Regions from separate parts of the Mus musculus genome. Here regions 1, 3, 4, 5 and 6 are each linked to region 2. A link is a contact called in public HiCAR-type, HiChIP or PLAC-seq and promoter capture Hi-C data. All regions are on one chromosome and are shown on one strand. The core of a region is the stretch at or near the end of the contact, and the rest is flanking DNA. Distances in the headings are between cores, read along the strand shown.

Region 1 (3,700 bases), core at 168-2,667, 1.4 Mb before region 2:
CTGAAACTCCTGTTCCCGCTCCCTGCGGTATTGCTCCACCTCCATTTGAGCCTCCTCCTTCGCCTGCTTCAGTCGCCGGGCCTTCCCTAGAGGCAGAAGGACAGTGAGTGTACACACACACACACACACAACCAGGTGCGTTAGTGGGATCAGTGCCCTCTAGAAAGTTATCCAGTTTCCTGTCAACCAACCAAATGCTAGACTGTAAAACCCACCCGTTTCTTCTACCCTAATAGCCTCAGTCCCCCATCTGTCCTCATTGTCCTTGGGCTTTTTTTTCCTAAGGACTCAAATGCCCGCTATCCCCTATTCCTAAATTCTCCTTCCATATTCCTAAGAGAGGAAAGGGGGGCTCACTCTTCCTGGCATCGGCCACCTTCTCCGCTGCCCGCTTCTCAGCCTGGAGGAGCTGCTGGATACCCTGGGTCTGACTGGCCATTTTTATCACTAGAGAGGATGCTGTTCCGAAGGCGACCGAGGTACCAGACGGCTCCCACCCTCCAGCGCCTACTCCTCCGGGCCCTTGATGCGGTCCTCCACTCCCACTGGGTCTTAGCGCTCCCGTTTTCACTCAGTCTCCTGCACCGGGTGGGTGTCTGTCATCCTCACACTGATGACTGGTCCTCCTCTCGAACCTCACTGAGGTAGTACCCGAAACGGCCGCCCGAGGGCAGCAGAGACCAGCCCTGTGCTGACTACTGCAGCAGGTGCAGGGCCTCTCCGTGTCACCAGGGTCCACAGAGATGGGTCTGGGGGAAGCGGAGGGCAGAGTGTTTGGGTGTGAGGAGATCTTGGTTGGTGGTCTCGAAGGAGACACAAAGGCGATGAGAATGGTGTGGGAAGGTAAGGATGCGCTTGGACACAGTACGCTGGGTTTCACTTACACTCCCAACTGTGTCTCCACGCCTCCCTCCGCCCTTACCCCCTCTTTTCAGCCTCCATCTTCTCTTCAGACTTTCCCCCCAAATCTGAACGTCTGCACACATCTCCCTGCTCTGTCCTACGTTTGCCTTGTTAGTGTCTAACCATGTGTTTTTCTTTTTTGATCTACCCATATACTTGGCCTCATTGTGGTTGTGTGGTGTGTGTGTGATTATGTGTGTGTGTGTGAGATTGTGTGTGTGTGTTTCGAGACAGGGATTCTCTCTGTAGTCCTGGCTGTCGCTGCAGCTCGCCCTATAGACCAGGCCTGCCTCTGCCTCTGCCTCCCTTCGAAAGCTCGCCTCTCATCTTCCGCTTGCAGGAGGACCCTATGTCGCAAATTGTCTTATTTCCCCTCCGGAGACCTAATCACAAGTCACCCAGTCCGAGCGTTCGGTACGATTTCCGGGATGGAACACACAGTTCATTTCCGCCCGAAACTTGCGCGTGTGCTTGCGCCATTTCCTGCATCCTGGCGCGCCTCCTCCCTCCCCACCTCCCTTCTCCGAGCGTCTTAAGCCCAGGCCTCCGGCCTCCGTCTCTGAGGGTCCTTGGGGGGGCGGGGAGCAGGTCTGATGAGTAACCCCTCCCCCCAGGCCCCAGAGGAAGAAGCCTCTACGTCTGTCTGTCGGGTACATTATATTCCATTTCTAGATCGCTCTTTGAATTTGTGACTTTTCTCCAGATTTGTGGCTAATGAAAATTGCCCCCATCTGGCCTTACTTGATTTTTGTTGTTGTTGTTGTTGTTTCCCTCCAAAGTTCAGAATTAACTTTTTTCTTGGGCTCTGGAACCTTAAAACAACTATGTATCATTTTCTCAAAAATTACATCAAAAATTAACTCTGTGATTCCCCCCTCCCCACCAGCCCCCAACTCCAACCCCATCCCCACCCTCCGCCCCAAACTTGCCATCTGCTAAGGGATGAGAGTTTAGAATAGGCCTTATCTCTTGCTGGAGATGCAAGGGGGAGGAAATAGGAGGTAAAGGGAGAAACGGGGAAGAGCGGAGCTGGGACCTCACCGCTGCCATTTCCCACTTCTTCCTCAGCCCCAGAGTTGTTCCATGGCCTCCGCTTCCCGCCGGCACCGCCGAGAGCGACGCTTCCGGCGGTACTTGTCTGCAGGACGGCTGGTGCGAGCCCAGGCTCTCCTCCAGCGACATCCCGGGCTTGATGTGGACGCTGGGCAGCCCCCGCCTCTCCACAGGGCCTGCGCCCGCCACGATGCCCCTGCCCTGTGCCTGCTGCTGCGTCTCGGCGCTGACCCTGCCCACCAGGACCGCCATGGCGACACGGCGCTGCACGCTGCTGCCCGCCAGGGCCCTGATGGTGAGTGGGTCCGTGGGAACTGGTCTTGAGAAGCTGGCCAGATCTGAACTGAAAGAATGCGTGGGAAATAAAGGCCTGGTGTGGTGGCGCAGGTCTTTTGACTCTGGGCAAGCAGAGGCAGGAGAATCTCTCTAAGTATGTAGCCTACACAGTGAGCTCCAAGACTACAGAGAGACCCTGTATCATACAACAAAATAGTTGGGAAATAAGTTAGTTCTTTGGTCCTTGGGAACTGTTGAAGATCCCTGGTTGGGATGTGGCCATATCTCTCTAGTAACAGAAAAGCTTATCCTAACATCGCCCAATCAACTAAGGGGTGTGTGCTAGCATGGTGTGATTGTTTGTTTGTTTGAAGATTTATTTATTTTATGTATATGAGTACACACTGTAGCAGTACGGATAGTTGTGAGTCTTCATCTGGTTGTTCGGAATTGAATTTTAGGGCAACCGCACTCTCTCCTGCCCATATTTATTATTATAAATAAGTACACTGTAGCTGACTTCAGACGTGCCAGAAGTGGGCGTCAGATCTCACGACAGATGGTTGTGAGCCACCATGTGGTTGCTGGGATTTGAACTCAGGACCTTCAGAAGGGCAGTCAGTGCTCTTACCCACTGAGCCATCTCACCAGCCCGATTGTTTTTGTTTTTGAGTCAGGGTCTTACCGAGTCTCTCAGGCTGGCCTCTGCATCCCAAGTGCTGAGGTTGTAGGCATGTGTCTCCCACACCCAGCCGCATAGCTCGCAACTCTTTCTTTACATTTCCTAGCTTTCAGCTCAGTGACTACTTTGTTTCTTTGATGGTTTTTTACCTTGCAGTTGACTGCTCAGGTCAGATCCCAGCTCCACTCACCCCACCCCCACCCCCTTAATTTTGCTTCTCTCCTTGCATAATCAAAACAATGGCAACCTTGTAATAATGCCACAAACACCTTACAAAGTATCCATGCTTTGTCACATGATCAGCTGGGCCGGCCAGAGGACTTGAAACTTTTACTTGGTGTTATGCCGGAGATCTGCTGCTGTGTGTTAGGGATGGACTCATGTCCCTTGACACATACCAGGCGCCAGACCAGTTTTCTTCATTCTCACCAAAATTCTGTAACAAAAATCCTACTTAAGCTGGTGGTGCGGTCTGGAGGCGGAGGCAGTCCGGGCTCTGCAAACTCAAGGCCAGTCTGCTCTACATCCAAGCTAGCCGGAGCCACGGTAGAGAGACGTCAACAAAACATCTCCAGTCAGCATCGGTAGTGGCTCCACAGTGCAGACAGCCTCTTTCTAGTTCATTTGTGTTACTTACTGGCAGATAGCCAGCCCAGAAACAGCCTCCCCGCCTAGAAAGACAGGAAGTTCACAACACACTCCTGTAATCCCAGCCCTCGGGAACACCTCAAGGCCAGTCTGGGCAGGGCCTAAGAGTCTCAAAAAGTGAAGGAAAAAAAAGCCATC
Region 2 (4,106 bases), core at 1,485-3,984:
GGCTCCAGTCTTCTGAAACACTATGACCACACAGAGCTGGTGACAAAAGTCGGGACTCAAACCCAGGTCTTACTGACCCTTGACACTATTAGGCTCCAAATGCTCCAAATGGCCACAAAGTCTACATTGGAGACCACCAAGCTCCATAGTTTAAACGGGCTCGGAGAAGAGCCGTTCCCCAACATGCTCTGCAAGAGACTCATGATCAAGGTCAGGGGGACCTAGTCTAACCCACCTGCTTAGCAAAGGGGAAACTGAGAGCCTGGGTAGTAAATCTGCTCAAAAGCCAGGCATGGTATTATATGTATGCAGGAGGTTGGAGGCAGAAGGACTCTGTGTTCCAGGCCAGTTAGGGTTATATAGGAAGACCTTGACTTAAAGCATGGTGATCATGTGTACTCGCCAAGACCTATTCCCTCATCTCCCAAGTTCTTCCCAGGTGAAAACACTCAGCTTGACCTAAATATGTCACCTCTGAACTAGACCCCTAGTACCGAATCTCCACCAGGCCAGAATATCACACTCTTATCTACTCTGATCACCCACTATCCCACGGGACCCAGGTCCTCTCACATCCAAGGCTAAATCCTTCCCTTCTCCATCAAACCCCTCTATCCTGGCCTCCTCCTCGTAGTTTATCTAAGAGACTTGACTCGCTTTCATCACAGGGCCTTTGCACGTGCCTTCCACAACCCAAGGGCCCTTCTTCCACTCTGTATTCAGAGGAAGAGGAGTCTAGACCGTTTTGCACATCAAGCAAACATTCTACCATTGAGCTATATACCCCAGCCACAGCCCACCTTGTCCTTCCACTCTATAGGTGTGATTCTTCTTCAGCTTTCAGATCTTAGTTTATATCTTGGGCAGTGTCTCATGTTCCCCAGGAAGCTCTGCCTCCCACAAACAACAGTCCCTAACTAGTAACATCCATATTCCTATTGACTGAACACTCTCAGTGAAAGTCAGGGACGTGGCCTCATGGCCATGTCTAGTGCCTGACAGTGTGTGAACAAGTCATGTGAGGGTCCACATTGACCCAGATAAAACCTAAGCCTTTCCAGGGAAGCCGGGGCTGTTTGCTGATCAAGAGGGGCAGGCAGTGAAGAGACCTGGTACTTGGGCCAGCAGGAAGGAATGAACAAAGACAGGAGGGAGCCTTTAGAGCTTCCTACCTCACACACAGAGCCAGAGCCTCCAAGACCCCTCCCTCCCTCTCCTTGTAGTCAAACGCAATTATACCTGCATACCACACAGTTCAGAAGCTCCAGAGAGCTGAAGAACTGAATACAAGCCCTGGCCACCACCCCTTCCTGCCCAGCATAGCCTCCTCTCCATGCCTAACAACTCACAGTCCTGCCAACTCAGACCTTCTCTTCCTGACTCTGTATTTTCTTGGAATGGGCCCAGAGCAGAGCAGACCCTATACCTCTTGGGGGCAATTAATCAGACAGGAGTCAGGATGACCCATGATTCCTCCTCCCAGTCTATGTCCTCATCTGTAAAAGAGGAATACTAAGGCCAGACTTAATGTTGCTCAATAGTAAGTCCAGCTCCTGGGATGCTGGAACAAGAAGACTGCTTGGAGCTACAAAACAGCCGAAAGTGGGAGGAGGGGTAGTTTATGGGTACAGATCCATAAACAGCCAAATACAATGGTCCATACCTAATAATCCCTGTGCTGGGGAGCCTAAGGCACAAGTTGAAAACAGCAGTCCAGCCTGTGTTATATAGTAAGTCCCTGTCTCAAAAAAAGGGGAACTAGTGCCTGCCTTTAATCCCAGTACTTGGGAGGTGGATCTCTAGGAGTTCAAGCCCAGCCTAGTCTATATAGCAAGTTGCAGACAGCCAGAGCTATAAAGTGAGACCCTGTTTGGAAAAAAAAAAAAAAAATCAAAACATAATAAAAACCTAAAAACAGAAACAAAAACAAACAAACCAAAAAAACCTTGAAACAGTTAAGACCTATTCTCATACAGAGTGGATGGTCAGTAGTGGCCAGTGGTCACAATCGGGCCTCCTCGTCCTGCCCGGGACAGGTTCCTGGCCAAGATTGGGGTTCACAGGGGAAATACACTCCAGGGCTCTTCCTTCCATTCTCTGAGGCAGGAATACAAGGAAAAACTGAAGCTCTGGGTGCTGAAAGAACAGCCACAGAACTGCAGCCTCAGGGCTGAAGGTTTCGGGAAGGCATACCTGCTGCAAGAAGGTACCGGGTGACCAGCCCTGCGTGGTGAGAGGTCAAAATCAGAAACAAAAGCCTTCCAGCCCACATTGAGCTGAAGGACGGCTTGGAGGTGACTTAGGGACAGCGCAGGAATAAGGGAGGAAGCTGAGCAGAACACAGGAGAAGGCACCCATGTGGCGGTCCCCTCTGCACGCACAGAGGGCCGATTCTCTCCACTCTACCCACGCTAAAGCCAAACACGCGTGCTGGGGGAGTGTCAACGACCGATGGGCGGCGCAGCCAATAGTGAGGCGATGCCAGCGCGTGGAGGCGGGATCAAAAGCGGTGTAGAAACGGGGGTTCACTCACCGGAGACTTGGACCCGGGTATGGGCCGGAGCCGGAGCGGCCTCTAGGCCTGTTCTGAGACCAAAGAGGAGCCGCAGCACCAGGCCCAGGGCCACTGCCCGCCCAGCTCCGCCCCGCGCCATCCAACAGCTAGCCGAACTGCTCCGCTCCAGCCGCAGCCGCTCAGTCAGAAGGACGCGCTGATTCTCGCGCACGCGCACACAAAGGCAGGGGGGAGTGGCGCAAGCAAGCCTGCGACCGTAAGTACCCGAATACAAGGGTACTTTGATTTTAGGGCTCCTCCTGGCTTCTTCCTAGCAGTAAAACCTAATGTGTTTGGTGACCTAGGCCTGTAACTCCCAGATATTCTACAGGCTGAGGAAGAACAAAGCCAACCTAGGCTATTAAAGGAGACCCTACCTCAGAATAAAAAACAGGAATTCGGGGAGTAGTTCAGTAGTAGAGCACTTGCCTAGTAGTATTCAGGAGGCTCTAGGTTTAATCCCCAGTTCCATGAAAATAACCACATTAACTTGAAATAATAAACTTCTGCTGAACAGTGGTGGTGTACGCCTTAAATCCCAGCACTTGGGAGGCAAAGACAGGCAGATTTCTGAGTTCCAGGCCAGCCTGGTCTACCGAGTAAGTTCCAGGACACCGGGGGCTACAAAGAGAAACCCTGTCTCAAAAAACCAAAAATAAAAATAAACCTTCTAGGGATATAAATGAACTTAGCAATTTTGACCTAAACTTCACATGTAGCCTACTGCAAATATCACTGCCCAATGGTCCCAATGAATATGGCAGCCACACCCTGTGAACACTCCCCAGCAGGTCCCTCCTTTGTGCCACCTAAGGATTTTACTTATTTTAGCTTTATTGTCTTGATTGCCCCCTAGAATGCCAGCTGCAGGCGAACCAGGATGTTGGTTTCCTTTGATGAATGGCGAAAATAGTGAGGGAATGATGGAATGATCAAATGAGTGAACAGTTACTGGCTTCGAACCTGGACTGACCATCTCCTTGGTTCCCATCCCAACCTCATTAACTTCTAGTTCTCACACACTTGAGAAACATTTATTCTAACATGGGCCTGGTAGATTGATACTACAATTGTATTAATTGTAATTGATACAGATTGGCAGCCTTGGGTTTTCTCATCCCACTTCCACAGTTGAATGCATTGAGTCAGCTTATCCAATGTGGCTAGTGATGTTGTGGTTTCTGCTGGTCTGAGGTAACCCAAGCTGGCCTGAAACTAGTGATCCTCTCTCTTGCTTTGGCCTCCGAAGTATTGGGGATATAGTCATGTACCAGCTTAGTGTTTTATTCTTCACATTACGTTTTCCATAGCTCTACCTTAAGATTCCACGACACTGGCCGGGCGTGGAGGCGCATGCCTTTAATCCCAGCACTCGGGAGGCAGAGGCAGGTGGATTTCTGAGTTCAAGGCCAGCCTGGTCTACAAAGTGAGTTCCAGGACAGCAGGGCTACACAGAGAAACCCTGTCTCGAAAAACCAAAAAGAAAAAAAAAAAAAAAAAAAAAAAAAGAATCTATGACACTACCTCCCAACAAGGCTGGAAGGCAAGTCAC
Region 3 (4,004 bases), core at 55-2,554, 1.3 Mb before region 2:
GCACAGAGCCAGCAGGGCTGTGGCAAGCAGCTCCAGCAGGTGCAGGGTCAAGTTGGTAGAGATCTGCAGGTACTCCTCTGGGTCCTGCAGGTAATGTGAAGGAGCCCCTGGTTCCCCCCGTAACCAACGCAGCAGCTTCTGACGGCGACCAGGTTTCTCCAACAGGGCTTCTGGCCCAATGGTGCCTAGTCTCCCTTGAGCGGACACTCCAAGGTTCTTCACGCCACCTGAATCCACAGGATCCCAGTCTAGTTTGGGAATGGCCCCTCCAGACTCCAGTCTTGCAGGCTCTTGAATGGTAGAGGCAGTCTTGTCCCGCTTGAGGGAATCCATTCTTTTGCTCCCCAGTTGATCCACTTTGAGGTCCCTGCTAGACTCTGGAGCAGCCCCGGGGGGTCTCCGTGTTCCTGAATCCTTGGTCTTAAGGGGCCCCACATCTCCCATGGTCTCTGGAGCACTGTCCCAGTCACTCCCCGAATTCTCCGGGGAGCTGTCCACCCATCTGGGTTCTGGGGCAGGCAAATCAGCCTTTGTTGATTTCTTTCGACCCCAAGGTCGAGGTAGCCAGCCACCAAGCCGTCGAAGGAACATGACTGAGCTGTGCAATGCGCTTCCCAAATCTGTGACCACTTCCTGACTCTGCGTAAGATTCTCAGGATCTCCTCCGAAGCCAGAATCAGTTCCGGTTCAGAAGAGGTGTCTGCTTGGTGATATTGTCCTACTCTGAATTCAGAAAGGACTCACACAGCCCCAAGTGTGGTAAATGGCCTGCTTCCGTGTCAGTCTAAGGGAAAAGAAATCCATTTGCCACCCCACACACTAACAAGACTTCTAGAGCCCGATAAGGCCAGGGTCACCCCCACAATGTTCTGTGCTTTCAGATTTCCTTCCCAGCAGTCAGCACCCCAAGTTTCACTCACCAAGACCACATCCCAAGGTGCCCCAGAAAGGGGAGAGGTGGTGTTCCATTGAAGGAAAGAAGGTGGTGGCCCAGGGTCCTTCGGTCCTGAAACTGAGGAACCTTCAAATCGCTGCCCAAGGGAGCTCAAGGAACAGGAAGTCTCTGTTGAGAGGAAGACGGGATGGAAGTGTCTAGCGAACTCCAGTCAGTTAAGTGCATCCCTTAACTTAGGAAGCTATCATTCCAAAAAGTGGCCCTACTGTCCCGCGAGGGCGCAGCTGAGACGCGGCCTCCGCAAGGTCAGAACAGAGATGTCCTTGGAGATCGCAGACGCAAGACACAGTACAGGCCTACCTGGGGACCCAGGCGTCTGGGTGCTCGCGCAGCGAGTAGCTGTGGGGCCCAGCGTCCGGGGAGCGGCCTCCGGGAGCCGTGCGAGCCCGGAAGCAGCTGTACCGGGTCGGGAGGGACCAGCGGGGGCGGAGCTCCGCAACCCGTGAGGCGGACTCGACAGAGCGACCTCCTCCGAAGCCCCCGCGATTCACTAGCGCAGGCGTAGAGAGAGGACCACCTAAGACCAGACCCTGAGCACGAACCCGGGTTCGGCTGCTCACCTCCCAGACCTTCCCGCCGCTGACACTGGTTAGGTATTCTAGCCCTTAGTTTGGGATTTTTTTGTTTTGTTTTTCAATGTAACTTTAGCTATCTTGAATTAGCTCGGTAGACCAGACTGGCCTTGAACTCAAAAGAGATCTGCCCGCCTCTTGTCTCCTTGATTAAAGGCACGCTGCACCACTGCCCAGCTTTGTTTTTAAGGACAGGTCCCCTATATATGTAGCTTAGATCCATATATATATATATATATATATATATAGCTCAGGATATATATAGCTCAGGAAAGGCTTGGACATATGTTGCCCAGACTGCCTTTGAGTCGATCCTCTTGCCACTGCTTCCCTGTGTGACGATTCCAGCCTCTCTGTGGTTCTTTCTCACAACCCCCGCCATTCCTCCATTTCTCACCTGAGATATCTTGTAATGCTGGTCCAGAAAGGTAAATAACAGGAGCCACGTGATTTAAGCAGCCGCCCTTTGGCCTTCCAGACTGGGATTTGAAAGCTTTCATGTTCCTAGCACTCTGTATAAGCATCTCAAGGGATTGGGGGTGCCAAGTACGTAAGAGAAGTGTAGAAAAGCATATTGCCTGGTTTTCAGGGAGTGAAATGATCTCTTAGGACTGCCTTAAGCCTTGGAATCCTAACTCAGTAAGCAGGTATGAAGCCCTAGGTTAAGCCCCATGTAGCACTCCAGAACCAGTTTTAGCTGAGTTTGATGCCAGCCTGGTCTACACATAGTGAGAGACTGTGTCTCAAAAAACAAAAAGAAAAAAAGTTCATCTTGAACTTTTTATCTGGGAGGTCAGAGCTCTGGTCACAGCTAGAATGTCACACAGGTTGGATGACATTAGTTGTATTGGCCAATCCTGCAGGACTCTACTTCCTCTCTGGGGACTTTTAACTTCCCTACCACAAGGTATTACACTTCATCACAGCTGGCTTCCTCAAGTTCAAGGTTTGTATCAGGCAGAGCAGAGCAAAGTATCTTTGGCTTTTCTCCCAATGTCAGCAGCATCTTTTGGATGCATCTTGTCTTGGAGAGGGGCCCCACCCAGGGTCTTCCCAGTGTTAGGCAGGTGCTCTAACCAAGCTATGCCCGCCCCTCTCCAACACATAGCACACTTGGTTTGTGATACTTGTCACTGACTTGACTGGCCTAGACACATACTCAGAGGGGTGTTTTACAAAGTGGGGCAATTCCTAATGTGTGTGTGGGGGCGGGGATTCAAGGAGCAGGTAGAATGCAGCCAGCAGGACTGGGGACTCTCTTTTGTCACCCGGAGAGCTTGTCCTTTTGGCTCAGGTGAGACTTCTATGTGACTCTCAGATTTGTTCCAATTCCCTACTATATCATTCAAGAAAGTAAACAAACCACAAGGAAGGAAGTTTATTTATCTCCCAACTCTCCGCCCTTCTCTCTAAAATCAGAGCCCAACAGCTAAGGCCTAAGGGTTCGGAAGTCCAAGTGTCCAAGTCAGAGGCCCAAGTCCAGCGAGTGACAGACCAGGGCCAGTCCATATCAGTCAGAACTCGAGGTTCATGTACAGTCTTAGATCTCGCTCCCAGGCTCTGCCCTTTTCTTCTTGCCTTCTGTTCTCCCTCTGACTCAGTGTGGCAACTCGAGGGACTCTCTCTCTCCCAGACACAGCCCGGGTATCCCGCGCTGCAAAGTGTGTGACTCGGGGTTGGGGTGGGGATCTATAACCCAATCCTTCCTGGTCCCTCTTGAGGATAGTGGGGATAGGGTTGGCACGGCCTTCACCCCGGGGTCCTAGCCCCATTCCTGGTTCCCAGCCACCTCTCAGCAGTAGCCTGAAGCCAGGACTGGAAGTGGGCACCCCAAGGGGAAGGTTGGAGGGCTGGGGTCTCCTGGACAGTGACAGCAGGTGAGCAGTAGATGTGTGGTGGTTGGAGTCTTCAAAGTGGGCACCACAGTCCTCACAGAACTGGGACGAGGAGGGGGTAGATCTGCAGAGAAAGAAATATGTTATAGGGGAGGAAAAAAAAAGATGAACAGAGCCTCAAGTTGTTCAGGCACCAGGCAGAGCAGAGCAAAGTACTTTTTGCCTTTCTCCCAATGTCAGCAGCATCTTTTGGTTGTATCTTGTCTTGGAAAGGGGCCCCAGGGTCTTCCCAGTAGGGAATATTTGGAATACTGTCAGGTAGGCCTCAAGCTCTCAGGAATAATGAGTAGTGCTGGCATTTATAAAGTGCAAACTGTGTGACAAGCACCATCCCATCCTACCCCATCTCTTTCCACATTAACCTACTGTATCTTAACACCCCTTTGAGGAAAAAGTCTTAGCCCCAATTCTCAGACAAGGACTGAGATTTGCAGACTTTAGGCTGGCACTGCAAATAAATGGAACCAAGATTCAAATGCACAAAGACCACGCCCATTGTTACTCTATGACTGAATATGCCAGAGGATGAATAGCCCCCTTTAGCTGCTGTGGGCCCTTAGTATGAGGTGCCCAGGAAAGGAA
Region 4 (4,130 bases), core at 27-2,526, 1.0 Mb after region 2:
TCCTGATATTTTTGTTGTTTGAGGTGGAATTATGTTTGTGTGGCTGTCTTCTTTTGGGTTTGTTGAAAGAAGATTACTGTCTTGCTTTTTCTAGGGTGTACTTTCCTTTCTTGTGTTGGAGTTTTCCTTCTATTATCCTTTTTAGGTCTGGATTTTTGGAAAGATATTGTGTAAATTTGTTTTTGTCATGGACTATCTTGCTCTCTCCATCTATGGTAATTGAGAGTTTTGCTGGATATAGTAGCCTGGGCTGGCATTTGTGTTTTCTTAGGGTCTGTATGACATCATATTTCTTACTGTCTTAGCTGAAGAATCAAAAAAGGAAAAAAAAATCTAATGAAGGTAGAGATCTCTGTAGAAGAGGCAGTGTAATGTTTGTAAGACCAGAGGAGATGGGTGACTTCAAGAAAACAGTGTTTTCCAGATAAGCAGGGTTGGTGCACATAAGAACTCAGAGAGACAGTGGCTACATGTACAAGACCTACATAAGTTCAATAAAGTTAGACAAAAATCCCAGCCCAGGGAAGGGGAAGTGGTAGCAAAGTCCCACTCCTAATCAAGATGCTAGGAGAGCGAAAATTGTTTTTCCTTAATGGAGTGACACAGGGAACATCAACCACACTCCAAATGAGGCCCCGTATGTGGGAGCAGCTGGCCAACACAAAGCAGAAATTTGTTGTCGCTTGCTTGTTTGATGAGATGATACATGAGGGGGTTTGGAAGACCTGTGCTTTTGAGGAAGGAGGCTGATTATTTTTATTTTTTTCATTTTATTATTTTGTGTGTGTGTGCAGGTATATTTTTCCTGCAGGTATGGTTTGTGCACCCATTGCATGCATGGTGCCCTTGGAGGCAAAAATAGGGCATCAGGCATCAGATCCCCTGGAATTAAGAGTTACAGACAATTGTGAACCACGATGAGGTTCTGGAAAGCCAACCCGAGTTCTCCAGAAGAACTTCAAAGGAGCCATCTCCCTAGCCCCAACCCTTTGACTTTTGCCCTTCTGGGATCATCAAAATATCTTGTGTGGTGATATTGAAACATGAGCTATAAATAAATGTACCAAAAAGGAACGATAAAAGTAGTGCATCTGAGAAAAAACCTTGGTGGGGCCAGGTGCTCTCCAGAGTAGGAACCAGGGTCAACTGTGAAGTCTTCCAGGGAGGAAGGAGATGTTTCTATTGTCACTCAGGATTCAGGAGGCAGGCTCACGGATTGTTGGCCAATCAAGGAGAACGTTTGGTAGCTGTGTGAACTGCCCAATGAGGAGTTTCGGTCTTCGGTGACGTAGAAAGCACAACATTTGGGGTGCCATTGTGTGTCCCCGCCATATTGTCGTCCTGTGTCTTTGACTGCGGCCCCCAGGTCTCTCTCCTCGGTATCTCTGTCCCCCCTACTGACAGCGGGAATCGCAGGAGGTCACCTGGACACCCGGTGACTGGAAATGGTGCGTGCGCAGGCTGTAGGGAGGAGGCTACTGTAAGCGGAGGCGGCAGTGGGGACGCGGCCTTCCAGGGCAGCTGAGTCTGCATCTCATCTGCTCTGCTGGGCCGCGCTGCCCGGGTCCCTCTGGATGGAGCTGGACCAGCAGGCAGAGCTGCGGTCCTGTCCTTTGCTGAGAGCTCAGTGCTGCGGGGTCTCAGGTCAGCTGGGCGCTTGCAGCCTGCGTCTCCGCAGTCTGGGAGGTGTAGGCGGAGAGTCGTGGGGAACCGTGGGTTTGGGCTCTTGTAAGGGGATTTGTAGGAAAACCGCGAGGTGAGCCCGGGTTCTATGCACGTTGTCAAAAAAAAAAAAAAAAAAAAAAAAAAAAAAAAAAAAGTAGGCTGCATTTATGTCTGCTCAGTGTCCCAATTTACTTAACAGTCAGTCATTTCTCAGCCTTTATCGGCTAGGATTTGATGAGTACACCTGGTTATCCTTGAGAGCTGGCCATTGGCAACCACGATGCATTTATCCCTATCTTAAGTATTACTATCAATAGGCAGGTAACACATGACCATTTAACACAATGGTATACAAAGTGCAAGTTACTAAATGGTTAGAAAGGCTGAAAATATAGGAGGTTCTCAAGTTGGAGGCAGAGAACTGGTAAGACTTATCAGTGAGGGTGTAGAATGTCCAATGCACGTTCCGAGCACAGGCTGTTGTTAGAAGGCCTGTTTGAAGTGAGCTGAGGTCCTAGAGCTGGAGTCCTAGGGTAGAGACGGGGCTTTTCCTGTGATAAGTTTTCTGGCTTTTGACAATTGACCCTATGACCCGTCAACCAGCTTGTTGCAGTTTCTATAGTCTCAGGCAGGGGGTTATATCTGGTTAGGCTGGTGAGTTTTATGTGCATGTATATATGATTTGGTATATTGTCAGGCGTCATTATTGAGACAGATTATTAAATTGTGCCTTTATTTGTTCTTTGTTGATATTGATATTCAGAATAAACCAGTGCAGAGTTTTTGCTTAACAAAACAGTCATGTAGGCCAGAAAGCTGATAGTTCCCAAAGCACAGAGTATCCCAGAACAGCCCCACCCCACCCTGTCTTCTCTCACATTTCAGTGACATCCGCTAGTCCTATGAGAACATGCCTATGGGTTTCACTCAAGGGAAGTTTCCTCTAAATTCCATGACTTGTATTCTTAGCCTAAGGATTCTTATAACTCTCAATAAATGCCTGACTTTCCAAACCCTTTTGACATTGCTGGACTTACTGAAAAGGAAAATTCACGTGCATGGCTTGCTCAGATTGGTCCTTATCATAAGTATTACTGGTCACGTGCATGGCTTGCTCAGATTGGTCTTTATCATAAGTATTACTGGTCACGTGCATGGCTCGCTCAGATTGGTTTTTATCATACGTATTACTGGTCACGTGCATGGCTCGCTCAGATTGGTTTTTATCATACGTATTACTGGTCACGTGCATGGCTCGCTCAGATTGGTCCTTATCATAAGTATTACTGGTCACGTGCATGGCTTGCTCAGATTGGTCTTTATCATAAGTATTACTGGTCACGTGCATGGCTCGCTCAGATTGGTCTTTATCATAAGTATTACTGGTCACGTGCATGGCTTGCTCAGATTGGTCTTTATCATAAGTATTACTGCCTTGGATTGTTTCTAAACGTTTTAACATGAAAAAATCTTCATGGGGTAAGACATGACTGGATATGAATGGGCTATTGCAATAGAATAAAGCCCCACATGGAAGATTGAAAAGCTTCCCTACAGATGGCCAGAGGGCTTCTCTTGAAGGAAGTTAAAAACAGTGGTGAATGAAGCATAGAACACCCAAGATACAATTTGCAAAACACAAGAAAATCAAGAAGAGGGAAGACCAATGGGTGGATACTTCGTTCCTCCTTAGAATAGGGAACAAAATACCCGTGAAAGGAGTTATAGAGACAAAGTTTGGAGCTAAGACGAAAGGATGGACTATCCAGACCAGAGACTACCCCACCCGGGGATCCATCCCATAATCATCCACCAAACCCAGACACTATTGCATATGCCAGCAAGATTTTGCTGAAAGGACCCTGATAGAGCTGTCTCTTGTGAGACTATGCCAGTGCCTGGCAAATACAGAAGTTGATGCTCACAGTCATCTATAAGATGGAACACAGGGCCCCCAATGGAGAAGCTAGAGAAAGTACCCAAGGAGCTGAAGGGGTCTGCAACCCTATAGGTAGAACAACAATATGAACTAACCAGTACCCCCAGAGCTTGTGTCTCTAGCTGCAGAGATATGTAGCAGAAGATGGCCTAATTGGCCATCACTGGAAAGAGAGGCCCCTTGGTATTGCAAACTTTATATGCCCCAGTACAGGGGAATGCCAGGGCCAAGAAGCAGGAGAGGGTGGGTAGGGGAGCAGGGTGGGGGGAGGGTATAGGGAACTTTCGGGATAGCATTTGAAATTTGAAATGTATATAAAGAAAATATCTAATAAAAAATGGGGAAAAAAAAAACAGTGGTGAATAAGGAAGCAAAGGCTAGTTGATAGGCCAGCCTGGTCACATAGTGAGTTTCAGGCCAGCCAGAGCTTGACAGTAAGACTCTGACTCAAAATAAATACATAAAATCTACCATACATAGCAATCACAACTTTTAAAGCCATTTCATTATTTACTGTGTATGGGGG
Region 5 (3,729 bases), core at 1,219-3,718, 1.0 Mb before region 2:
GATGGAGCCCATCTAACTCAGGCCTTTGTCAGCTGGTGAGTTCAAGTACCCACTTCCTGTCTCAGGTGGCCTCTCAGTCACAGGCTCTGGTGATTTCCCTCCTTCCCACCAGACATCTATGCTATTGGGGTGGGCAAGCTGGATGTGGACTGGAAAGAACTGAATGAGCTGGGTTCCAAGAAGGATGGCGAGAGGCATGCCTTCATCTTGCAGGATGCAAAGGCCTTGCAACAGATCTTTGAGCACATGTTGGGTGAGTAAGCTTTGTCCCCCGCTGCAGAAGAGAGCATAGTGGGGACTCAGATGGGGTCTCACAGTGGCAGCCTGGACCAGTGGCCCTTACCCACTTCCCTCCCCATCTTCCTTTGCCCATAGATGTCTCTAAGCTCACAGATACCATCTGTGGGGTGGGGAACATGTCCGCCAATGCCTCTGACCAGGAGAGGACACCTTGGCAAGTCACCTTTAAGGTATCAGGAAGGAGGGACAGGGCTTAGGCATCAGAGGTAAAAACAGCCAGGCACAGCAAACCCGGATTGTTGTCTCTTCCCTGCAGCCCAAGAGCAAGGAAACTTGCCAGGGATCACTCATCTCTGATCAGTGGGTGCTGACAGCAGCTCACTGCTTCCATGACATTCAGATGGAGGACCACCACCTGTGGAGGGTCAATGTAGGTAAGTCAGGGGCTGCAGTAGATCCCTCACTGCAAGGCCAGAGTCACCACTGTCTCTCCTCAGCCTTTGGTCCAGTCTAATTCACCTTTGTTTCCAGGTGATCCCACCTCTCAGCATGGCAAAGAATTTCTTGTGGAGGACGTGATAATTGCCCCAGGGTTTAATGTCCATGCAAAGCGGAAGCAGGGCATCTCAGAGTTCTATGCTGATGACATTGCCTTGCTGAAGCTATCTCGGAAAGTGAAAATGTCCACCCATGCCAGGTGCCTGAACCCAGATGGGAGAGTACCCTATAGAGGATGGTGCTCTGGAAAGCACCAGAGGGGATACTGAGGATGGGCCTGTTTGACACTTGGCTTTCTCCCCAGACCCATCTGCCTTCCTTGCACTGTGGGAGCCAACATGGCTCTGCGGAGATCCCCAGGTAGTACCTGTAAAGATCATGGTGAGTGCTGGAGGCTTGAGGTTCTTGGTGGGTTGCAGCCAGAGCTTGCAGGGATCAGGTTCTTGCAGAGTGCCAGCAGGGACCGGGCTGCAGTCCTCAAGCTGAGTAAAGAAATCTGTACCAACACCCACTTCTCCCCAATGGCAGAGACAGAACTTCTGTCACAGCAGAAAGTTCCTGCACATTTTGTAGCTTTGAATGGGAACAGACTCAACATCAACCTCAGGACAGGACCTGAGGTGAGAGCTTAGTAAGGGATGCTGGGATACCCTGGAGGCAGCTCCCAGAATGTCCAGCCCTGCCTGGAGTCTCGATTCTTGGACCTTACAGGTCTGCCTAATGTCTCCTGGAATGTCCTCATTCTTCTCTCCTATGCCCCACACCGCAGTGGACAAGGTGTATCCAGGCTGTCTCCCAAAACAAAAACATCTTCCCCAGCTTGACAAACGTTAGCGAGGTGGTGACAGACCAGTTCCTATGCAGTGGGATGGAGGAGGAAGATGACAATCCTTGCAAAGGTTAGTCTGATCCTGGACTTCCAGGGAGAAGGCTACGGTGTCCCTGTAACCGGTTAGCAAGCACTCCAAATGCTAGTGTACTGTTCTGGACAATACTGTCTTTTCTTTCCCTGAAGGAGAATCTGGGGGAGCCGTTTTCCTTGGACGGAGATACAGGTTCTTCCAGGTGAGAAGCAGGACCCGGAGGGGCCTCCCTGCCAGGGCACAAGTTCTTCTTGCTGGGGGCAAGTGGGAGGCCTTTGAGAGGAACCAGAGAGGTCGAGGCTTAGAGTGGGGCCACCACTATCTCCACCCTGTTGTCTCTTCCCTCCAGGTGGGCCTGGTGAGTTGGGGTCTTTTTGACCCTTGTCATGGTTCCTCCAACAAAAACTTGCGCAAGAAACCTCCACGTGGTGTTCTGCCAAGGGACTTCCACATTAGTCTTTTCCGCCTGCAGCCCTGGCTGAGGCAGCACCTGGATGGTGTCCTGGACTTTCTGCCACTTTAACATGGTCACTGACTCCTTTATTAGTCTGAACTTCCTGTCTAATACCTCTGAGCGTTCTCACTCCTGGATACATAAATCTTGGGCCCCGGGAGCCCAGAGACAGTGGCAAAAGCTAGGGAATCCCCAGGATTGTGCCGGGACCTCTGTGCCACCTGTGAAGCAAGTCTCTCTCTAGTGTGGATGACCCGTGCTCCTTTTGCTTTCACACGGAATTTCCCAGTTATGTAATTAATAAAAATCAATGATTTCCACATCCTGTCTGTCTTATGTCTTGGGGGGTGGGGAGGCCAGGAAGATTCCAGGAAGGTCAGAGTCCTTGCTGCACAAACAGTGGATGGACTTTGCTCCATCACACAGTCCATGGAAAGACTGATCTTTTAAATTGGGGGTAGTGGAGGTGGTGGTCTGTGCTTGTTAGGAGGGGTCTGGGGGCTAAGAGGGAGCTTTGAAAGGGAAGTTCTGGCCCTTGGTCAGTCAAGGGTGGGGCTCACATAGTTTCTGTTTCCTCAGTTGGCAGTTCAGCTGGGGCCCTCCTTCATGAATGTTCCGGGAAGCAGTGGCTGCGTGCGCAGGGTAGGCTGGCCAGGCTGCAGATGCCAGAGCAGATTGCATAAAAGGTTAGGGGACAGTGGGAAAGGGGTGTAGCCAGATCCAGCATTTGGGTTTCAGTTTGGACAGGAGGTCAAATAGGCACCCAGAGTGACCTGGAGAGGGCTTTGGGCCACTGGACTCTCTGGTGCTTTCCATGACAATGGAGAGCCCCCAGCTCTGCCTCGTCCTCTTGGTCTTAGGCTTCTCCTCTGGAGGTAAGCAAAGGATATTCCATCCTCTTTTTGTCCCCAGCATCTGTCTTTGGCCTTCTGGGGCCAGACTTCACTAGACTTTCTCCTCAGGTGTGAGCGCAACTCCAGTGCTTGAGGCCCGGCCCCAAGTCTCCTGCTCTCTGGAGGGAGTAGAGATCAAAGGCGGCTCCTTTCAACTTCTCCAAGGCGGTCAGGCCCTGGAGTACCTATGTCCCTCTGGCTTCTACCCATACCCCGTGCAGACTCGAACCTGCAGATCCACAGGCTCCTGGAGCGACCTGCAGACCCGAGACCAAAAGATTGTCCAGAAGGCGGAATGCAGAGGTTGGAGATTGGGGGATGTGGGCAGTGGGCAGCTGGGCAGAGTGGGGTGGAGGCTGTTCAGTGCTGGGTAAGATGAGAGCTATGAGACTGGCAGTCTGACCCGTGGGCTGGTTGAGCACAGGCACACCTCTGCAGGTGTGTGATGGGAGGCTTTCCTCGGGCAGTGAAAACAATACTCAGAAAACCAGAAAGGGGGTCTAGAAATGTAGATCAGTTGGTAGAGTGCTTGCCTACCATGCACAAAGCAGTACTGCATGAAGCAGGTGTGGTGCGTGCCTGCAGCCCTAACACTCAGGACATAGGGGCAGGAGCTTAACGATCTTCAGCTTCATAGTTGGAAGCCAGCCTGGGCTACATGAGACCTTGCCTCAGAGCAAACAAAATAGTCCCATAACACAAGAGGCGGGACAGTAGGGTTGAGGGGACTAGGCAGGTACTGTTTCTCAGTCACAGGATTTCTAAGACCAGGAAGGACCTA
Region 6 (4,167 bases), core at 1,326-3,825, 1.1 Mb after region 2:
AGTGTCCTTAATTTGTGTTTATGTCCTGTCGGAATTTGTGAATAAGGCATTTGTGGCCTCTTTGTGTGTGCTCGAATGTGTGTGTGTGTGTGTGTGTACACTCTTGAGCATGTGTGCTTATTCTTTGGATTTCATTGTCTAAGATGTCATCTAATTCACTTGAATTGGAGGTCACTACTGTGGAATTAGTAATTTTTGGTAGAATTGTGTTTTCTTTTCTTTTCTTTCTTTCTTTCTTTCTTTCTTTTTTTTTTTTTGAGACAGGGTTTCTCTATATAACCCTGGCTGTCCCGGAACTCACTTTGTAGACCAGGCTGGCCTTGAACTCAGAAATCTGCCTGCCTCTGCCTCCCGAGTGCTGGGATTAAAGGCATGTGCCACCACGTCCGGCTGCGTTTTCTTGATTTGAATGTTTATTATAGTTTTCCAATAAAGCTTCTTTATTTGAGGTTAAATCACCGGTTATTGTTGTTGTTGTTTTTTAAATCATATTGCTCTTTGAAATGGAACTGATTGCAATTTTCAGGTTGTAGTAGGGATGAAGTTTTGGTTAATTCTGCTGCATAATGTTTGGCCCACCAGGTTAACAGGGAAATAGTGTCTGTAATAGTCACTATCCACAGCTAGGCTCATTGTAAAGTGCATTTAAACCCACAAAGTACCATGCCTCAAATACCAATCACTTTAGAAAATAGAGGAACAGTATGACTCTGTTTTGAACAAGTGTATCAACAACATTAGTTACGAGTAGAAAGGAAAAGAAACATAAAGGTGGTCCTGAAGTAGGAGGCATTGAGCTGAGGCGGGTGCAAAGAAGAATCTGAAAGGGGACCAATGATGATGTCCTAGCAGTGTAGACACAGAGATGTCAAGTATACGCGCACCGAACGTTGAAGTAAGTCAATTTGAAGTTGGCTGAATGTCCTGGGCAGGAGAAACCACACTGGAGATGGAGTCCAAGGACTGACTCAGTTCTTCCCGTGTTGATGACAAACAGTAGGCAAGGAAAAAGTAACTACAAGGGGACAGTAGTGACATGAGGGTGCAGAGGAGGGAAGCTTGTTTAAAAGTACAGAATTGCAAGCAGATAACCTAAAGCCGTCCCAGCCATTAGCAGCAGGCTGAGACCAGAGACCCTGAAAACCAGGCCAGCCTGTGTTCCTTGGGGAAATCTCTGAAAGGGAAAATAATACAGAAACGATAGGGAAAGGAACTAGAGAGAAAAGAGGTAAAAATGGAAAGCAGAGAAGGACACAGTCTGCTAATTTGTCAGTAAATATTAAATATTTTTTATAAATGTGAAGAAGAGAGAACTGGGTGGGAGTCTGAAGAGTTGGGGGCTGGAACGCTGGCTTCGTGGTTTAGAGTGCATATTGTTTTTGTAAAGTACCCAAATTCTGTACCAGGACCCACGTTCTGCAGTTTATAAGTCCATCTCCGCGGATTCAGTGCCCTCTTCTGGCCTCCATGGGCATCTGTTCTTGCGTGACATGCACACAGACACACAAACATATTTTTAAAAAAATAATAAATTCTTAAACAAAATCTGTAAATGCCATCTAGTCATCTTGCTGGCTGCGCCTCAAGTCTTTTTAGCTTTCCTATTTTCGCTCCTGTCTTCTAAAATATCACTTAAAATACCTGTCTGCAGGTTCCCTGACATTGTTCCAAGCTTGCACCTTCTTCACCTTCTTCACAGCAGGAATCTATTATCTGTCTACTGCTTCCCACCCCCACCCCCCCACCCCCGGCCTCTTATAACGCTTTCAGCACCCAGAGCAGGCTTACAATTCCAATCTTCTCTCTTCAAGGCTTCCTTTCTGATTTCTACCATTCCTCTGTGAACTTAGTTCTACCTCCGCAGTCAGGCTGGTTCTCCTGATTGCAGGAATGTCTGCCCTGGAAGTCATCTGTGGAGTATTCCAGGTTTATGTGTTCAGAGTCCTGGAGCTCCGCTGCGACCTGCGCAAACTTCCACTTACTGAAGAATCTTTGGAATGCTTCGAATCTTAAGAATGGTTCTGTGTCCTTCCATTCCCAAAATGTTTTGCTCTAGAAGTGACTTTGTGAGGGCAATAGTGGCGAGGTGGGTTCAAGAGAGAATTTGAAAAGAGTAAGCAGAATGGGTAAATCCCCAGCCACAGAGACCTTGGTGACAACCATCGATCACAAAATGAGAGAGAATATTAGAAGCGCAGCCAAATAGGCATAATTCACATCATTCTTTTCAATGCCATTTCTCACTCACGCAAATAGAATTTAGCCGACATCTTTGCTTTGTTAAAGAATAGACTTCTACGTATGTTTAAATCCATGTAAAATATAAAGTATTCATCCCCTTCACACGTAACGCCAGAAGTAGAGTTTGGGAATCCCACCTCCAGTTTAGACCCCAAGTATCAAGCCTTACGTTCGGATTAGAGGTTTGGCGCCACAGTACACTCGAGAGGATGCTTTTTCTGTCATTTAAGCATTGGGAGGCGTGCACGTGACTCACTGGCCAGTAAGAAAAGTTGCTTGGCTGCATAAACTGTCCAATGAGATTTTCAGATGTTGAGAGAGGGCGGGCACAGAAGCGGAGGATGCCACTTCCCGTCCAGCCATTTTAGGCGTTTGTGTCTTCTGTGGAGAGAGACCCGCAGGTTGTTTTCCCCAGTGTCTGTGTTCCATCCACTTACTGCAAGAGCTGCCGGAGAACAGCAGGACACCCGGTGATTGGAAATGGTACGTGCGGCCAGGCGTCCCGGCTGCGGGGAGGGCGCCGCTAGAAGCGGAGGCGGCAGTGGGGACGCGGCCTTCCAGGGCAGCTGAGTCTGCATCTCATCTGCTCTGCTGGGCCGCGCTGCCCGGGTCCCTCTGGGTGGAGCTGGGCCATCAGGCAGAGCTGCGGTCCTGTCCTTTGCTAAGAGCTCAGTGCTGCGGCCATGGCCTCCCTAGGCATCCGGGCACCCGCAGCGACGCGGCTCCGCAGCCTGGGCGGTGGCGGCAGCGTCGCGGTGAGACACGGGACCCTGGAATTCGTGTGTGTGTGTGTGTGTGTGTGTGTGTGTTGGGGGGCAGGGAAGCCGCAGGGTGTGGTGACCTTGTGTCCTGGGCGTGTTGTCATAAACAGGGGGGACAAGTTTGTGTGTTTCCAATGCCAGAATTTATCGAATAATTAATAATTCACAAGTCATGTGTATTTCGTTAATAATTAATCCAGTAGTCCCGATTTTGCTAACCAGCCATTGGCAATCAACGCGTTTTTATATAACAATCTAATTGCTAACGTTAACTGGAAGATCACACATGAACATTTCACACAAAAACATACAAAATGTGCAGATCACAGAATGACTAAGAGCCAAAGTGGTTGAGTTTAGAGTCTGTCCTGAAGTAGGAGGCATTGAGCTGAGGCGGGTGCAAAGAAGAATCTGAAAGGGGACCAATGATGATGTCCTAGCAGTGTAGACACAGAGATGTCAAGTATACGCGCACCGAACGTTGAAGTAAGTCAATTTGAAGTTGGCTGAATGTCCTGGGCAGGAGAAACCGCACTGGAGATGGAGTCCAAAGGACTGACTCAGTTCTTCCCTGTGGGTAAGTGTGACAGTTGCCTGCCATCCTTTGGGCTTGGGGATGCTCCTTCGTAGTGCCAGGTGAGGGGATTATATGTTGTATACTTTGTGTGGTGTTTCTAATACAATTTGGTATATTTTTAGTTGTTGATATTGTCAGTTTGTCCCTCCTAGTTTTCTAGGAGATAGTGGGCCTTTTTTTTTTTTTTTTTTTTTTGCTTGCGTAAACAAGTTGTACTGCCCTTCCTTTTTCGGGGGAGGGGCTTTGAGTAACTAGTCCAGGTTGTTATTTAATAAAATGGAGTCATTCTAGGCTTGACGTTGTTGGAAAGCAGATATTCCCTACGGTATCACTGAGTGGTCTGCCCTGGCTTCCTCACTCTTGTCACTCACAGATTCAAGGGGAAGCTGTCTTTAAATTCCATGACCTGTGCCTGTAAGTCAGTGAATCTTAGCATTTCTACCTTCTTCTGCTCTTCCTAAACTCACTGGATAGGCGTAGCCATACACATGCGTGCGGCTGGAGTCTGGCTCTGTCATAACGGCTGCTGCCTTCAGATCTTTCTACACATTGACTTTTGTTTTTATATTTTATTTTTTAGTTGTTGTG

The links. Promoter capture Hi-C pulls out the DNA fragments that hold promoters and counts their contacts. HiCAR-type assays count read pairs that join an accessible place to other places. HiChIP or PLAC-seq counts read pairs in DNA pulled down with a chosen protein or histone mark.
Region 1: a promoter capture Hi-C map of erythroid cells shows a contact between it and region 2, with 7 times the contacts expected there. The contact joins the promoter of Nfkbil1 here to the promoter of Cd320 in region 2. A contact is called at or near these places in 2 of 39 promoter capture datasets (cranial neural crest and erythroid cells).
Region 3: a HiCAR-type map of kidney shows a contact between it and region 2, with 5 times the contacts expected there. The contact joins the promoter of D17H6S53E here to the promoter of Cd320 in region 2. A contact is called at or near these places in 2 of 39 promoter capture datasets (liver and neutrophils) and 1 of 115 datasets of contacts at active chromatin or transcription factors (kidney).
Region 4: a HiCAR-type map of astrocytes shows a contact between it and region 2, with 2.4 times the contacts expected there. The contact joins the promoter of Zfp799 here to the promoter of Cd320 in region 2. A contact is called at or near these places in 1 of 39 promoter capture datasets (hippocampal neurons) and 1 of 115 datasets of contacts at active chromatin or transcription factors (astrocytes).
Region 5: a FOXA1 HiChIP or PLAC-seq map of pancreatic cancer cells shows a contact between it and region 2. The contact joins the promoter of Cfb here to the promoter of Cd320 in region 2. A contact is called at or near these places in 2 of 39 promoter capture datasets (liver and pre-B cells) and 1 of 115 datasets of contacts at active chromatin or transcription factors (pancreatic cancer cells).
Region 6: a promoter capture Hi-C map of erythroid cells shows a contact between it and region 2, with 17 times the contacts expected there. The contact joins the promoter of Zfp871 here to the promoter of Cd320 in region 2. A contact is called at or near these places in 5 of 39 promoter capture datasets (cranial neural crest, embryonic stem cells, erythroid cells and 2 more) and 2 of 115 datasets of contacts at active chromatin or transcription factors (astrocytes and forebrain).

What each region holds. Positions count from the first base shown.
Region 1 is chr17:35,233,503-35,237,202 of GRCm38.p6, reverse strand. Nfkbil1 (nuclear factor of kappa light polypeptide gene enhancer in B cells inhibitor like 1) reads left to right here and starts at 1,417. Exons shown (of 4, transcript NM_010909.5): 1 at 1,417-1,553; 2 at 1,972-2,251. The coding sequence starts at 1,497. Atp6v1g2 (ATPase, H+ transporting, lysosomal V1 subunit G2) reads right to left here and starts at 607. Exons shown (of 3, transcript NM_023179.3): 1 at 358-607; 2 at 1-86. The coding sequence starts at 439.
Region 2 is chr17:33,841,719-33,845,824 of GRCm38.p6, reverse strand. It overlaps Cd320 (CD320 antigen), which reads right to left and starts at 2,734. Exons shown (of 5, transcript NM_019421.3): 1 at 2,534-2,734. The coding sequence starts at 2,654.
Region 3 is chr17:35,123,702-35,127,705 of GRCm38.p6, reverse strand. D17H6S53E (DNA segment, Chr 17, human D6S53E) reads right to left here and starts at 1,304. Exons shown (of 3, transcript NM_033477.2): 1 at 1,256-1,304; 2 at 921-1,063; 3 at 1-784. The coding sequence starts at 591. Gm20522 (predicted gene 20522) reads left to right here and starts at 1,363. Exons shown (of 3, transcript NR_168268.1): 1 at 1,363-1,548; 2 at 2,391-2,473. It overlaps Gpank1 (G patch domain and ankyrin repeats 1), which reads right to left. Exons shown (of 2, transcript NM_032460.2): 2 at 2,891-3,486. The coding sequence ends at 3,042.
Region 4 is chr17:32,827,407-32,831,536 of GRCm38.p6, reverse strand. Zfp799 (zinc finger protein 799) reads left to right here and starts at 1,276. Exons shown (of 4, transcript NM_177359.5): 1 at 1,276-1,448. The coding sequence starts at 1,446.
Region 5 is chr17:34,861,253-34,864,981 of GRCm38.p6, reverse strand. It overlaps Cfb (complement factor B), which reads left to right and starts at 2,468. Exons shown (of 18, transcript NM_008198.2): 1 at 2,468-2,930; 2 at 3,018-3,251. The coding sequence starts at 2,870. C2 (complement component 2 (within H-2S)) reads left to right here. Exons shown (of 18, transcript NM_013484.2): 10 at 113-253; 11 at 376-470; 12 at 557-674; 13 at 772-937; 14 at 1,043-1,119; 15 at 1,267-1,358; 16 at 1,508-1,637; 17 at 1,754-1,803; 18 at 1,951-2,380. The coding sequence ends at 2,124.
Region 6 is chr17:32,786,695-32,790,861 of GRCm38.p6, reverse strand. Zfp871 (zinc finger protein 871) reads left to right here and starts at 2,575. Exons shown (of 4, transcript NM_172458.3): 1 at 2,575-2,724. The coding sequence starts at 2,722. Gm17115 (predicted gene 17115) reads right to left here and starts at 2,468. Exons shown (of 2, transcript NR_168031.1): 1 at 1,789-2,468; 2 at 423-1,475.